2 separate regions of the Mus musculus genome follow, and region 1 is linked to region 2. Evidence: chromatin contacts called from public HiChIP or PLAC-seq data. All regions are on one chromosome and are shown on one strand. Each heading gives the region's core, a stretch centred on a gene start, on an enhancer-like site or on the middle of the called end of the contact. The rest is flanking DNA. Distances are from core to core; before and after follow the strand shown. Region 1 has its middle 13 kb from the start of Gm39134. Region 2 has its middle 5.1 kb from the start of Ankrd10.

Region 1 (2,700 bases), core at 97-2,596, 2.4 Mb before region 2:
TTGGCTATAATTGGAGTAATCTTTGGAAGAAGGTTTTGTCCATGGGGAATGATTGGAGAATCCTACGGGCACCAGCTATTAACCTTCACCACGCTAATGACGGCCTTCCAGAGTTACAACTGTGATTCTTTCCCCTTTTGGCTTCCTAAGTCGTGCTGTTAAGGGACTCTTGGGAATTCCCTTCATTTTTATTCTTGTTTGAAAATGATGCCCTGACAGTGCAGCTTATACTTAGCCACAAAGGGGCACTCATCCAGGCGGTGAGCTTCATTTCAGGATGTGAGTCATATTCACTGAGGCCACAAACCAAGGCAGGCCCAAAGCAAACTGAGGCCTTGCTCTCCCTTCGCAATCTGATTGAAGAAAATTTGAAAAATAAGCATAGTTGGGTCGGGCGTGGTGGCGCACGCCTTTAATCCCACACTTGGGAGGCAGAGGCAGTCGGATTTCTGAGTTCGAGGCCAGCCTGGTCTACAACGTGAGTTCCAGGACAGCCAGGGCTACACAGAGAAACCCTGTCTCAAAAAAAAAAAAAGAAAGAAAGAAAGAAAGAAAAAGAAAAAGAAAGAAAGAAAAATAAGCATAGTTGGTTAGATTGCCCATCATTTTACAGTCATGGAACTGTACGCTAGAATGGAGTAAACCCTTTCCCTAGCTCCCCATTGCCGGGCGAAGTGAGGAGGTATATGTCTTTGAAATGGAGTCTGCTTCCAGTCTAGGGATCTGTGGGGTTTTTTTCTCTGAAGGCAGAGTCCAGTCAAACCCCAAGCCAGGCTGAGGCAGTGAACTGGAGTGATTTGCTAAGTTTCAAATGTTCCACCGCTCATTCTCCCTAGAGGAACTTTTAAAGTTTTTGTTGAAGCAAAACTGAGTTTTAAGAAAATGTGAATTATCTCAAGCTTTTATTGGATTAGGTCAGAATGATCAGGACAACTCTGTCCCGCACTCCAGCCACTGTCACGTATTAAGTGGGAAAAAATCCAGTTCTGTCTCTATGTACTGAGCCTCTCCAGTGTGAACAGTGTCTGTCTGTCTGTCTGTGTTGCATCAGCGTATCTTAGGACTTGAGTGGCTGATCATATGTATGTCTGGGTCCTAAGGGTAGGAAGGCTAAGTCCGGTATCAAGCAATACGGCATCATGCCATTTGTGACTAGCGCCTTACCCTATCCTAACTATGCACAAAGCAAAAGAGGAGGATGCAAGAACTCTGGACCAAAGTGCGGCTTTGAAGAGCCAAGAACAGGGGAGGGAGGTGAACTCAGGGCCCCTGTATAAGCAGCACACGGGGGTGTGGACACCTCTTAACCACAGGCCTCTGTATGAGAAGATAGCGGGTCCCTGTCTGAGCAGGATCTTGCTGACGTCACTTCCTGGCTTTGGCGTGTCTGGTCCCCACCTACACCCCAAGGTATGCCCCGCTCTGAAGGAAGTGAGCTAGGTCCAGAGCACGATGTCCTGACTGGAGAAGGAGCCTCTGGAAGCACGTTAGCTTCCCCAATGCCTATGTGAGTGCCAGGCTAGAGCAGAGACCTGAGCTGCGCATGGGATCGGTGCTGAGGCTGAAGGGGCCACAGCCAGCCAGTTAGAGCTTGCCAGCCAGTACCACAGAAAATAATCAAAAAGAGAAAGCTTTTTGAAACTCAGGGGCTTGTTTTGAGGTTTACTTTGCTCTTTGTTCGTTTCTTTGTTGAGACAGAGTCTTACTATGTAGTTCTGGCTGGCGCAGAACTTTCTTTGCACACCAGGCTGCTCCTGATCCCAGAGCTCCGCCTGCCTCTGCATCTACGGTGATGGGGTTTAAGAAAGGTGAATGCAAACACGCCCAGAAATTTTTGGTTGTTTTGTTGCTGGTTTTGTTTTGTTGAGACGTGGTGTGCGTGTGTGTGTGTGTGTGTGTGTGTGTGTAACCCTGGTTGTCTTACTACTTATTTTGCAAACCAGGCTGGCCACAAACTCATCGAGATCCACCTGCCTCTGCTTCCTTCTTACCCCCTTCACCTCCACCTCAAGTGCTGGGATTAAAGGCATGCACCACCACCGCCCAGCCAAGTTTTGGTTCTTGCAGCTCAGATATTCATCTGCAGTGGCCTCCACTCTCCTTAAGCAGGAGATAACTGTTGCCAGGGTCATATCTAGCCAGTGCAACAACTACCCACTATCTGTGTGCCAACAGCTCACTGTGAGAGAACAGCCTAAGAAAATGTAGCAAGACATCAGCTCATTGTATCAAATGGTTGCTTTGTCCACCAGCTTCTCTCCAGGTCCAACCCCTCCAGCCTATTGGTTGGAATTCCAAAGCCTGTCAGGAATGCAGATTCTCAGCCTGTTGCTGAATTACTGCCTTCAGCAATAAGATGCACCCTGGGTGTTACAGAATGCCCGAATGTCAACAGCCACCTAGTCTGTGTGGTGAGGGACTCCCCGACTCCTCACGTCCCTGGACTAAATTTGAATCCTGGATACTGCCACATATTTAACAATGGCAGAAAGTGCCACTCACTCCCCAAGTTCTCTTTGACTTCCTGGAATACAACATAACCAGATACTCCAGTTCCCTTGCAGTCCATCGTGGCCACATGATCCAGTCATAACAAGGGGTGAAAGAACAGTGCCCATCAAGACTCATATGCTCTGCCCTTCGGTTTAACTTAACTGTAGTGAGGGCAGCCACAGACGCTCCAAGGTGAATGACTGTAGA
Region 2 (2,700 bases), core at 174-2,673:
CTTCCTTAACATTGCGAATGAATTCAGGGATCTTTCTGTTTTTTGTGTGTTTTTTTTTTTTTTTTTTTTTTTTTGGTTTTTCGAGACAGGGTTTCTCTGCATAGCCCTGGCTGTCCTGGACCTCACTTTGTAGACCAGGCTGGCCTCGAACTCAGAAATCCGCCTGCCTCTGCCTCCCGAGTGCTGGGATTAAAGGCGTGCACCACCACGCCCGGCCTCAGGGATCTTTCTGCCTGCCTTGGTAAGCACAGACAACATAGCTGGGTAGGATCTCACTCTGAGATGCCATGCCCACCACGCCTGGGCCTAACCTCCCTCTATCCCAGGGTAACCTTGAATCTGCCTTCTTTTGTAAGCACAAATAATAAAATTAGTTGGGTGGGATCTTGCCTCCATGATCACCACTCCCTAAATCTCTTAATCTCCTTCCTTTTTTATTTTTCTTACAAGCTGGCTCATAGTGTAGCTGCCTCTGTTTTTTTAGGTCTGTGAAGCTCCTTAGACAATTCATACTGCATCCTTATATTTTTACATAGTTGAGAAATTATATATTTTTGAACTTATATTTTCAGAGTTCTTTCCAACAGCCTTAAGGGCTGTCCTGAAGGTCATGGCATTTACCATTTTGCTAAGACACACCCTCATCTTCCAGACTCACATAGCTTCTAATTATCATGAGGTCATTAACCTTGGCAGAGAAAACATTTTCTGATGGAGGAACATGAAGTAAGATTGATACATTTTTTTATATATACAAACAAATGTCACACCCAGCATCCTTCAACACTCATGGAGACTTACGTTTTGCTGGCTTTGTTCCAGAGGCAGGTACCATGTCATGTCAGCATTAGCATCTGACGGTGTTTTACTTGCCAAGCAAAGCTCTAAGCCATCACTGTTCCAGAGATGCATGCTGGGATAGGAGGTGAAGGGCTGAAGGGTGACCAGCCAAAAGGCACCAAGGGCAGTTCTATGTATCCAGATCAAAACACTGGTTTCTAGTTATTCCCTGCAGAGTTACATGTCCTGGCTAGGAAACTGAAGCTCTGTCTGCATAAGGTACTGAGCAAGATTACAGATTGCTCTCTCCTATATGAAACAAACTAAGGAGACTGGGTTTGTCTTAGTTAGGGTCTGTTGCTGTGATAAAGCACCATGACCAAAAGCCACTTGGAGAGGAAAAGGTTATGTTAGCTTAGAACTCACTGTCAATCAGCAGCTAGTCTCAGTTGACCTTGACAATGACCCTTACAGCTGGACAGAATAATTACCGTCTTACCTTAGTGAGACAGGAAACTAAAGCAGAGAGGCTGGGAACTCTCTCCAGCATATAGTTTTCACACACACCATCCCAGCCTTCCCAACAGAGAGGGCAAGGCCAACAGAGAGATTAACTGCCCCAGTAGAAAGCCTCCAGGGGAACTGCCACTAGAGGTGTTGTTTTCTGTTGCCTTTGTTCCATTTAAGGAGCCTCCCTAGGGCCCCTAAAGAGATTGCTTTCAAGTTTAAAATAACCAGGAAGGGTAGTGAAAGGTTCTACCCTGTCTTCACTGTAGAGACTGTATTGTGACATTAGCATTCGCTGGCTTGGTGACTTCTGTGCAGGTAAGAGTCATTTTGACTCTTGTTGAGGTGGCTAAGATGATCTTCTCCTTTGTAATGAACAGTTCTAGTAATATGTTTGTATATATTTCTTTTAAATGTGGGGTCTCATGTAGCAGAGGCTAGCCTTGAAGTCCTATCCCAAGTTCTGGAATTACACCAGCTTCTCTTGGTGTTCTTTCATAGTAAATGTGGTAGTAGTACTTTCAGTTAAAGTCAGAAAGTGACATCACTTCAGTAACATCAGGTCCAAGGGCTGGTCAGCTGGTGGCCAGGCAACATCCTCTGCCTGGTCTGGCACAGCCTGGGTGGTGAGGAGACTTCCTAGTCTGCCATTCAGGAGGCTGGAAACCCAGCACCCTGGCTCAGGTGCTGAAGCACTCCTGAATAGTAGCAGCAAAGACATAAGCAGACCAGTTGAACACATTTTAAATGACTACGTGGCTGTGATGCTGAAGTCCACCTGACCGTCATCTTACCCCTCAGCTGCTTCTCAGGGCAAGGAACTCTTTTCCTACATAGCAGCACCTGACGTGCCCACCGCTATCCCCCGCCACTCCTCCCATCCCCACCCCCACCTCTGTGCCTGATATAGTTCCAAGTGTCTCTGTGTTAAAGGCTTGATCCCGAAGTGGAACTGCTCCAGGGGCAAAGGGACCTAGTAGAAAGGACTCTGGGTAATGGGGTTTGAGGTGGGGATCTCCTGCAAAGGGAACTATGGGACCTGCCTCTCACAATGGGATGCTCTGCCACACGTGCCTGCCATGAGGGAATTGCTGCTTGGGACCCAGAACTATAGGGCCACCCAATCAGGGACTGGAATCCCCAAAACCATTAGCTAGAATAACCTTTCATGTTGTTCATGCCTCAGTTATTTTAATACAATACCACTAAACTGACTTAACACAGTACCCTTCACCTTCTTCCCCAACAATGACTTCTGTTCCTATCCATGTGACAAATGGAGTCTGATCTTGTGTCTGAGTAAAACATCCTCCCTTTTAATATTTGTACTCAGCACTTTAAAAAAAAAAAAAAACAAACAAAACAAAACAAGGCACTTGTAAGACACTGAGAGGTAAATTCTATAACTTTTGT

Evidence for each region. HiChIP or PLAC-seq counts read pairs in DNA pulled down with a chosen protein or histone mark.
Region 1: an H3K27ac HiChIP or PLAC-seq map of embryonic stem cells shows a contact between it and region 2, with 4 times the contacts expected there. The contact joins two enhancer-like sites.

Annotation. Positions count from the first base shown.
Region 1 is chr8:14,011,402-14,014,101 of GRCm38.p6, reverse strand. No RefSeq gene overlaps it. Among named protein-coding and RNA genes, the nearest start is that of Gm39134, 13 kb to the left of the region's middle. Within about 2 kb of position 1,346, at least 64 of the 459 cell types and tissues checked have an H3K27ac peak or open chromatin away from gene starts, as enhancers often do. A contact at or near this core is called in embryonic stem cells, where this site is marked.
Region 2 is chr8:11,639,539-11,642,238 of GRCm38.p6, reverse strand. No RefSeq gene overlaps it. Among named protein-coding and RNA genes, the nearest start is that of Ankrd10, 5.1 kb to the right of the region's middle. Within about 2 kb of position 1,423, at least 8 of the 459 cell types and tissues checked have an H3K27ac peak or open chromatin away from gene starts, as enhancers often do. A contact at or near this core is called in embryonic stem cells, where this site is marked.